3 separate regions of the Mus musculus genome follow, and all the other regions are linked to region 1. The links are chromatin contacts, called in public ChIA-PET and promoter capture Hi-C maps. All regions are on one chromosome and are shown on one strand. The core of a region is the stretch at or near the end of the contact, and the rest is flanking DNA. Distances in the headings are between cores, read along the strand shown. Region 1 holds the start of Sphk2 (sphingosine kinase 2). Region 2 holds the start of Aldh16a1 (aldehyde dehydrogenase 16 family, member A1). Region 3 holds the start of Kash5 (KASH domain containing 5).

What was found. Promoter capture Hi-C pulls out the DNA fragments that hold promoters and counts their contacts. ChIA-PET counts read pairs in DNA pulled down with a chosen protein or histone mark.
Region 2: an RNA polymerase II ChIA-PET map of memory CD8 T cells shows a contact between it and region 1, with 38 read pairs. The contact joins the promoter of Aldh16a1 here to the promoter of Sphk2 in region 1. A contact is called at or near these places in 7 of 39 promoter capture datasets (the C10 cell line, cranial neural crest, embryonic stem cells and 4 more), 4 of 484 Hi-C or Micro-C datasets (B cells, Th1 cells, liver and 1 more), 8 of 115 datasets of contacts at active chromatin or transcription factors (astrocytes, embryonic limb bud, embryonic stem cells and 5 more) and 2 of 9 other capture datasets (adipose tissue and macrophages).
Region 3: a promoter capture Hi-C map of the SN4741 cell line shows a contact between it and region 1, with 3 times the contacts expected there. The contact joins the promoter of Kash5 here to the promoter of Sphk2 in region 1. A contact is called at or near these places in 4 of 39 promoter capture datasets (the SN4741 cell line, cranial neural crest, embryonic stem cells and 1 more), 2 of 484 Hi-C or Micro-C datasets (B cells and cerebellum), 2 of 115 datasets of contacts at active chromatin or transcription factors (astrocytes and bone marrow-derived macrophages) and 2 of 9 other capture datasets (adipose tissue and embryonic stem cells).

What each region holds. Positions count from the first base shown.
Region 1 is chr7:45,716,314-45,719,458 of GRCm38.p6, reverse strand. It overlaps Sphk2 (sphingosine kinase 2), which reads left to right and starts at 1,457. Exons shown (of 7, transcript NM_203280.3): 1 at 1,457-1,758; 2 at 2,396-2,466. It overlaps Rpl18 (ribosomal protein L18), which reads right to left and starts at 1,388. Exons shown (of 6, transcript NM_009077.2): 1 at 1,320-1,388; 2 at 120-206. The coding sequence starts at 1,322.
Region 2 is chr7:45,152,822-45,155,966 of GRCm38.p6, reverse strand. Aldh16a1 (aldehyde dehydrogenase 16 family, member A1) reads left to right here and starts at 1,431. Exons shown (of 17, transcript NM_145954.2): 1 at 1,431-1,575. The coding sequence starts at 1,486. Pih1d1 (PIH1 domain containing 1) reads right to left here and starts at 1,664. Exons shown (of 10, transcript NM_029406.4): 1 at 1,427-1,664.
Region 3 is chr7:45,203,441-45,206,585 of GRCm38.p6, reverse strand. Kash5 (KASH domain containing 5) reads left to right here and starts at 1,694. Exons shown (of 20, transcript NM_201374.2): 1 at 1,694-1,994. The coding sequence starts at 1,883.

The sequences.
Region 1 (3,145 bases), core at 208-2,707:
TCTCCCATCCCGCTCAACTCCTGGTGATGTGGGGGGTTGGGGCACTGTGTCCAGGCTCCCCCCTCTCCCCACCCCACTCACTTTGGGAGCTGTAAGATGGCGTAGCACCCCGGGCTTACCTTGACAAGCAGCCGCAGGTAGATGTCCTGGCTCTTGGGCTCCTTGCGCCGAACCTTTCGGTCCTTGTTGTGGCGAATGTCAACACCCTGAGGGAGGTGAACCACCATAGAGCCAATTGTCAGAACCACTGCCCTATATCTTTGATGATATCTATACCTGTTCGTACCTGTAACTTTTAGGCTACTTAGTCGACAATTCAAACCTCAAAGGATTCAAACTAGAGGAAGAAGACATGTCCCACCCCTGACAAGTTCACTTAACACACACAAGTGATGTTTTTGTCTCGGCTTGGGACCATTCCTCCCAGAGTCCAGAAACTCATTGAAACACTGTCTCGGTGTAAAAACTGAGCTGCACAAGACAAGCGGCTGCTGGCTCAGAGTCCCTTAGAGCTCAGCTCTTGCTTAGCATGTGAAGGCCCTGGTTCTGGGCCCAGTATGGATGAGAGTTCAGATCCCTGTAAAGATGTTAGCTTTTATTTATGTTCTCAAAACTAGCTCCCAATCTGAAAAACAGTCAAAAAGAAGCCAACAGTACATTCTAGACGTGGAGACGTGTTTGTGACAAAGCCTTACACTACGTCCTTCAAATCAACCCTAGAAAGACCAAGTGCTCGGGTTAATTTTATCCCCCACTCGTTTTCCAAGCTGTTAGCATCCTGAAGTAGTTACTGATACTAACAGCGGTTTCATTGCACCTTCAAGGCTCTTCATAAACGTCTTCCCAACATACAAGGCAGGGACAGGATTACTACACACCAAACACACTAGGAGCAGTGTTCCGGGAAGGACTGACGTACGCTTGTCCCCAAACCCGGCAACGTGTAGTGGCTCCGCTCATCGTAGCACTCAACTTCCCAATGGCAAGTTAAGAAACAGGGACACTGGGAGCAGCGGTCCCGCTTGGAAACGCAGCACTCGAAAGATTGGTGCGAGGGAGCGGCCGTGGGCTCGAGGCCGGACTGGACTCACTGGGAGCTGCAATCAGCCTGGCTCATGGAGCCAAACTTTGTAAGGAAGACGACGAGCCTCGGGAGGCTCCCGGGACCGGCCACCGGCTCCGGCAAGTTCTGATCGAAGGCCCTAGCCTGTCCCGCAGTTCCCCTTGGCACCGCCTGCACCCCTCCGTCGCGCTACGAGCGGGACTTGCTGAGGATGGCAGCGGATGGGCCACTCGGGGAGACCGCTCAGCGAGCTTACCATGATGGCGCCTCCTGCTCGGCCAGGTCCGGAAAGACGGAACCGCGCCGGAGTGGGCGGGGAAAGAGCGGCCTGCGAGACGCACTCGTGACGCAATGCGGGACACTCTATCCGGAACTGGCGTCTCTGTGGTGCACGGGTGACGTCACATGAGCGCGACGCGGAGCTCTACCACAATTTGGGTTTCTCGATGGTATGTGGGAGGACCGAGTAAACCGAGGCTTCCAGAACCAAAGAGAAGTCAGCCTGAGGAAAGGGCTGGGACCCGGAGCCTCTCTGGCCTTTCCCCGTCCCTGCTCTAACACTCTCCAGGGGTAAAGGGACCGGAGAATCAGAGACATGATCGGAGCTTGCTGGACGAGTCGCGTGGTGACTCTCTGGCCGCACGCCGACCGCTTCTCGGTGGCTCGCGGAGGACCCGGTGGGCTGTGTGTCGGAGGTGAGGCTTATCCCGCCCTGAAGAAAAAGCTCATCTCACACTTCCTTAAATTCTCGGCTGCCTTTTCCTTATGCTCAACTTACTAAACAGAACTGAAGTTCAGGAAATCCTACTAGATCTCTCACCCGAGACTTTCTTGCTGCTATTCAACCCATAATACCTTATTATTATTATTATTTAATATTTTGTGTTGAGCTTTTCCCCCTGCCCTTAAAGATGACCTCTTCTCGGATCTCTCCTTTGTTTTCGTCCTTAGGGACAGCCCTTTTTTTTTTCCCCCTTCCTAAACCAGACTGGTTGAACTGGCCCAACATTTTCGATGTACATATTGATGTGCAGAGAAGGCACGCAGAACTCCCGGTTTGGAAAGCGGGTAGATAACAAGCTCCAGAGAGACTGAAATAGAGACCATGACGGTGGTTGGAGGTGTGGAGGCCCGAGGGTGAGAAGGAAAAATGGTGAGGGAACCCCGGGCAGAAGGAGAGACAAAGATACAAAACTGAACAGTTGGCACCTCACCATTTAGTAAGCTAGTTCTAGTGCCAGCTCTGTCCCCCACTCACCCCCCCCCCCGCCCCTTAAGTCAAGGTTTCACAAAGTTGCCCCAGCTGGCTTTGACTCACTCTTCCTGCTTCAGCCTCCGAAGTAGCTGGGATCACCGTCTTTCAACACTTGGCCTGGCTCTGCCATTTAAAGTTGTGATCTTGGGTAAGTGATTTTCTGTTTTGCTTTTTTTTCCTTGTTTGGAAAAAGAGAGTGATGAAAAAGACTCCCTTTTAGGGTGTCTTCCCTGAAAGTGTCTTCACTCTTTTGGTATGGAGTACCTGAACTTGGGTAGTACAAGACAGGCCAGCTGGATGAGAGAAGCAGGCTCTGGGATACTGAGCCTGCAATGTGCCCTCCTCTTCAGAACCCCAACCTGGCCCTGCACAGGGAGTTAGCAAGACTCTTTACGAAAACCGCCTATACATACATGGCCTCCAGTTTGGGGCTCAAGCCCTGCTGTGACAGCAGAGGCCTGGGTGCCCACTGGACACCTAAATCCAAGGGGCAATGGAACCAGGTAAGGCTCTAGCTACAGAATAGGTTCTCAACCTGTGGGTCTGGGCCCTTTCACAGGGTCGTATATCAGCTATCCTGTATACCACATATTTACAGTTTGTAACAGTAGCAAAATTACAGTTATAGCAATGAAATGTTTGGGGATCACCACAACATAAGGAACTATATTAAAGGGTCCCAGCATCGTGAATGTTGAGAAGCACTGGTCTGAAGTCTGTGGTTGTCATACCAGGGGTGATAATGTCTGTCAGGGCCCTTCTGCCGCTGGCCCCAGACTTCCCCTGGGGGCAGGGTGAGCAGTCCTTTTCTCTCAGCTGGGCTTCTG
Region 2 (3,145 bases), core at 182-2,681, 560 kb after region 1:
AGGCTCCGTTCTCAAGTCGGCTGGGTATCTTGATAGGTCCTGTTTGGCCAATGCATAAATGAAAGCCACACTTCCGGCGTCTGTATAACTAAGGAACTGAAGTAGCCACCGTTAAGCCCACCTCAGCGCCCTTCATCCAAAGCAGGCACCTACAGGGACCACTTGTATGAAAGAGCTGAAGCCACGCCCTCCTAGCCAACCAATCAAAAGTAAGGACTGAGGAGGCCTGCGAAATGACACACTTCCTGAATCAATAAAACCTACATATCTGCCCTTCCCAAACCTCAGAGGTTACAGTACAGAAAGGATTGCCACTCTGAGAACTTTAGTATCTCCTGCTCTTGTCTATCATGAGTTAGGCTCTGGGTCTGATCCCACTCAACACACACCCAGTCTCAATGCTATTAATCGCCCTTTTTTGAACATAATTAATGTTTTTGCTTATAAAGAAGTTATAGAGGCAGAGGAGGCTGGAGAGATAGTTAAACGGCAGAGTGCTGACTGCTCTTCCAGAAGAGGAGAGTTCGATTCCCAACACCCAGATTGCGACTAACAAAGCCCTGTAACTCCAGTTCTAGGGGGATCTGTCGCCTCCTCTTCTGGCCTCCTGGGGAACTGCATGTACATGATGCACAGACAAGCAGGCAAAATACTCATGCACATAACAATAATCTTTGTTTGCTTCTTTTAAAGAAAGAAAAGCATTTGGGGTGGAGAGAAGGCTCAGCAATTAAGAACACATGTTATTTTTGGAGATGTCTGGGGTTAAGCTCCAAACAGCCACAACTGTCATGAGGCTCTCTCCAGCCCAGCGGCTGCATCGCCCTCTTCTGGGCTCCACAGGCACTGCAGACACATAGTGCAAAGACATACCTCAGGGCTGGGCGTGGTGGCGCACGCCTTTAATCCCAGCACTCCGGAAGCAGAGGCAGGCGGATTTCTGAGTTCGAGGCCAGCCTGGTCTACAAAGTGAGTTCCAGGAGAGCCAGGGCTACACAGAGTACATACAAAGAAAGATAAATATTTTTTTAGCCAAGTGTGCTGGCACACGCCTCTAATACCAGCACTCGGGAGGCGGAGATAGGTGGGTCTGTGAGTTGAAGCCAGCCGGGTCTACATAGTTAGATCCAGGGCCTCCAGAGCTCACAGTGAGACTCTGTCTGAAAAACAAAATAAAACAAAACAACGAAAATCTATTTTTTCTAAAGAGTCAAAGTGACAATAGCCGAAGGCCTTCTGCCAGTGCGGGACCCCACCCACCCACCCAACCATGTCTGTTCTCCCCGAAACTACATTTCCCAGCATCCGCCCATAGGCCGCATCGCGCGGCTCTAAAGTAGGCGGGTCACGTCCTATATAGCTCGCTTCCGGGCCCTACGGTTGGCCCCGCCCCTTTGATTGGAGTGGGCGGTGCCGCCCTTCGGACCTCCAAGTTCCTCTAGGTAGACCGTCCAGCAATCCCTCGCGGAAGGCTCCGGGAGAGCGATGGCGGCTACGCGTGTACAGCCCAGTACCCGGGAGATTTTCACGACGCTGGAGTACGGACCGGTGCCGGAGAGCCACGCATGCGCACTGGTGAGGGCTTGCCCCGCGGCCGCTGCTGCCTCCGAGTCCTCTCGGCCGCTTGGGGCGCGCGGGCTCCCGTCATCCACTGCGGCCTTCTCGGAAGCCCCGCCCCTCTGAGCGCGTGATTTCCCCTACAGTGCGGAAGCCTGGGCTGGGCGGCTGGCGGTGGGCGGCGATGGTTGTCCTCGCGGTTTTCGTTTACGGTCCCGAACGCCGCCGTAGTGTTTCCCCAGGACCCTTCAGGAACGGGTGGTCACTAAATCCCCATACCTCTCGCGGTCCTCCTGAGTCTTCACCTTGCTAGATCGTGGTTCCTTGTGGCCCCCGGCACTTTGGAGGCTCGCGGGAACGTTTAGAACCTCAAGTTCGTTTAGAACCCCAAGTTCGTCCAAAACTTGCTATGACTGCTCCCCTTGTTTCAATATCCTTACGGTGCTCTGTGATCTCCTGCCCCTTCGAACGTCATCTGAGTTCTCTTGACCCTCCTAGCCCATCCTATTCTCATTCTCCCTCTCCCCCTCCCAAGTTTAGTGGATTTCTTTGGGAGATTTTCCTGTTTTCGTACTTCATTTATATTATTCCTTTAGAGCCTCCTGGCCCAAGGCTCCAGAACCCTCTTGCAGCCTCATCGGAATGTGGTAGGGTTCCTGGGATTTTCTTTAAAACCAAGGACCAATCAGAATGCCCAGGGTCCCAGAAATTCTTCCAGCATCCAAGCAGGTATTAGGAGGTTGTAGAGTCTTTAGACTCTTAAGAGGAGTCACCACACTACAAAAGGACTCCAGCTTTGGAGGGACAGCATAAAACACTCTATAAAGTTTAGAGTGTTGATCCCAAAGATACAAGGAGAAAGATCACTGACCCGAAATCATCACGGCCAAAGTAATTTAAGCAAGTAATTAATTAAGCTAGCTTTTTTTTGAGGACACAAGCTGCCTCCCCAATAAGCTTTGGTTCTAGAAGTCAGTCCTGGATGTGAGAAAGACAAGGTTTTTATATATAGTTTGTGGATAGGGGGATTTGGCCACCAAAATAGTTGAGGTTACAGGAGCAGAACATACACATTATAATAACCTTCTGTAGTAAAGACATTATTGCAAGGTGTTCCTAAAATGGTAGCCATAACAACCTTTTGAAACAAAGGTAGGGTTGCAAAACAATTATAATATCTTTTTAAGGGCTGGTGAGATGGCTCAGTAGGTAAGAGCACCCGACTGCTCTTCCAAAGGTCCAGAGTTCAAATCCCAGCAACCACATGGTGGCTCACAACCATCCTATAACGAGATATGATGCCCTCTTCTGGAGTGTCTGAAGACAGCTACAGTGTACTTACATATAATAAATAATAAATAAATCTTTTAAAAATATATATCTTTTTAAAACCAAGACATGGTTGAAGTTTTCTGGAACAGGCAGTGCAGAACCATTTGTACTTAAGGTTACAGGTGGGACATAACCCAATCTTGAGAAACAGGTTTAATCAGAAACAGGAAAGAAGCTAGTTTGTCTTTAAGAGGCTTTCAAGCCTAAGATGGAGGCAGACTGGTTCATCAAGAGATGTCACCAAGATGCTGGTTAA
Region 3 (3,145 bases), core at 445-2,944, 510 kb after region 1:
ATCAAGATCTGCTGTGGGAGCCATGAAGAAGGCCTTCACCTTCAGAGCCACAACCCACTCCCCCATAGAAGGCTTCTCTGCGCTCCCAGTCACAACCTCCTTCCCTTACCAAGATAAGGACAATAATCCCTGTGAGACTAGCTGGAGTTCCCCTTCTCCCCCAACCCCTGCCCCAGGCTCCAGGCTAGATGCTGTCCCCAGACCTCAGGCCCCTGCTCTTCCAGGACTCCCAGCCGTGCCAGGATTTCCAAGAGTCTGAGAACCCCACAACCCTGGCCTTGTCACAGGCCTGGGACCCCAGAAGGAGCTCTGGCTTTCCCACCCTGGGAGCAATGTCACTTCCTTACAGCCCAGCATCCACCCCAGAGGCAGTATGGGATAAGCCCAGTCAAACTCCCTGCTTCTGTGTCCTGAGTGGCCTGCAATGTGGATGCTGGGAATCCATCTCAGGTGTTCTGGAAAAACATCCATTGCTCTTAAACAGTGGTCTATGTTTCCAGCCCCAGGAATGGATGTTGATAATAGGGACAAAGCTAACAGGGTCCAGAATGCACCACAAGTTGTCCTGAAAACACCCGGCAGACCTTTCATCTAGACCAGGCGTCCTAGTTTGCTTTCTACTGCTGCGGTGCGTGAGCACCACGATCAAAAACAACTTGGGGTGAGCACCATGATCAAAAACAACTTGGGGAGTCTATTTCATCTTGTGATAGATCACAGTCCATCACAGAGAAGAGGCAGGGTAGGGGCTCGAAGGAGGAACTGAAGCTTGCTCAGGGTTTTGTTTTGTTTTTTTTCATACAACCCAGAAGCACCTTCCCAGGGGTGGTCTTGCCCACAGTGGGCTGCCATCCACATCACTCATTAACCAAGAAAATATCCCCACAGGCTTGCCTACTGACAGGGTAACTTTTCAGTTGAGGTTTTCAGATGACTCTGGCTTTTGTCAAGGCAACAAAAAACTAAACAGCACACACAGGGTCTGATGGTCAGTAAGGTGAGAAAGACCTTGCACTTTTTGCCTCTACCTCCCGAGTACTGGTACACTACCCTGCCCAATTCACTAGGCCCTAGGGATTGAATGAGGGCACCCTCAGTCAAACACCGTACCCCTGAGCTACATGCCCAGTCCTTATCATTACATGCATGTGTTTTTAAACAGCAAGGGGTAGGAAAGTGAACATGATAGGGTCTGCATGTGGAATTCAGGGGCCCTCCTTGCACCATGTGGGTCCTGGGGATTCTTCTCAGATCGATCACCGGGATGGGTGGCAAGTGTCTTTACTCTTTTTTGGTTTGGTTTTTTTTTTTTTTTTTTTTTGGCTTTTTCGAGACAGGGTTTCTCTGTGTAGCCCTGGCTGACCTGGCACTCACTTTGTAGACCAGGCTGGCCTCGAACTCAGAAATCTGCCTGCCTCTGCCTCCCAAGTGCTGGGATTAAAGGCGTGCACCACCACGCCCGGCTGTTGGACCCTTAATAATAAAAAAGTTCGAATAGTCCACAGGCATGGACTGAGGCAGGGTGATTGCTTCAAGTCCGAAGCCATCCTGGGCTACATAGCTAAGCAGTAAGTAGAAACTATAATAGTTTGGGAAAACAGCTTGGGTACCTATTAATGCGGGGGGCGGGGGGGGGGGAGGGAATGGAGCGGAAGTGAGGCTGGACCAGACTGCGCATCATTGTGACAGTGGCGGGCGAGCCAGACCCAAAAGAAAGAACTTGGTTCAAAGACTGACAAGAAGAAAAGGATGAACAGGGAGTCCTTCGGTTGAACTCTCTCCTGCTTGGCCCTATTTTGTCAAGCAGAAGGAAAGGATTTTTGTACCGCAGAAGAAAGCTGCCGATAATATCGCGCCATCACCGCTAGCCCCACTAGTGCGCATGCACTCGATCCTCAGGTCCAGCCTATCCTCCCGAGAAGCTCTACGCATGCGCCAGCTCAAGGGTCTTCGTAAGGAGAGACCCGGGCGCCATCCACTCGGAGTGCGCTTGCGTGAGTACAAGAGCCTGAGAGGGCGGGACTTGCAGGAGGCCGGCTCATTTGCATTTCTGGCGGGAAAAGGCGCGTGTGAACACGCCTCTTCCGTGACATTCGCAACCGCCGTTCGTCGCTGGTGTCCCTCAACTGAGTCCCGACTCCAGGTACGCCCTGCCTGTGGCGACTTTCATGGCAGGTTCCCCGGTAACATCACCTGCCAGCTCCTTCAAAAACGCCCCAAGTTTTGAGACAAGGTTTCTCTGTGTAGCCCTGGCTGACCTGGAACTCACTCTGTAGACCAGGCTGGCCTCGAACTCCGAAATCCTCCTGCCTCTGCCTCCCGAGCGCTGGGATTAAAGGCGTGCGCCACCGTGACCGGCTTCCTCAGGAAAATTCTAGTGGCAACTTCGGCAATCCTGTCAGACTCTTGAAACTTCCGGTTGCTTTTTGTTGCTTGTTTTCTATTTTTGTTTGAGACAGACCCTCCAAGTGCTGCCCAGGCTGGCCACGACCTCATGATCCTCATTCCCCAGTTTTAGGATTACAGCTCTCCCAGATGTGCCCAACTGCAATCTTCTAGAACTTTTGAAACCTAACACTTAATCTATTTTGTTTTTGTGGGTAGGGTAGGTGTTTTTGTTTTGAGACAGGGTTTCTTTGTGTAGCATTGACTGTCCTGGAACTCTCTCTGTAGACCAGGCTGGCCTGTGTGCTTCTGGTTCCCACGTGCTGGGATTAAAGGTGTGCACCACCACTGCCTGGCTTTTGTTTGGGTGTTTTTGGTTTTTGTTGTTGTTGGGGTTTTTTGTTTGTTTGTTTGTTTTTGAGTATTTTGCCGGCATGTTTGTATGTGTGTCAGGTATGTGCCTGTGGAGACCAGGTGGTTTTGTATCCCTCTGAACTAAAATTGCAGATGAGGAGGAGTTCACATGTGTGTAGTGGGATTCCAACCCATATCTATCTGGAAGAGTAAACTGTTAGTCCTCTTAACGACTAAGCTACCCTCCAGGGACTCTCTAGGGCTTCAGTAAATTGCCCAGACTCTACTCAAAACCTTGGATCCTGCTGCCTCAGCCTCCTGAGTGCTGGTATCACAGGTGTAGCCCACCACGCCAGCCGCTAGGATCTTCTAGATATCCCATCAGAGTCTCCCTCAAAAACCTGTC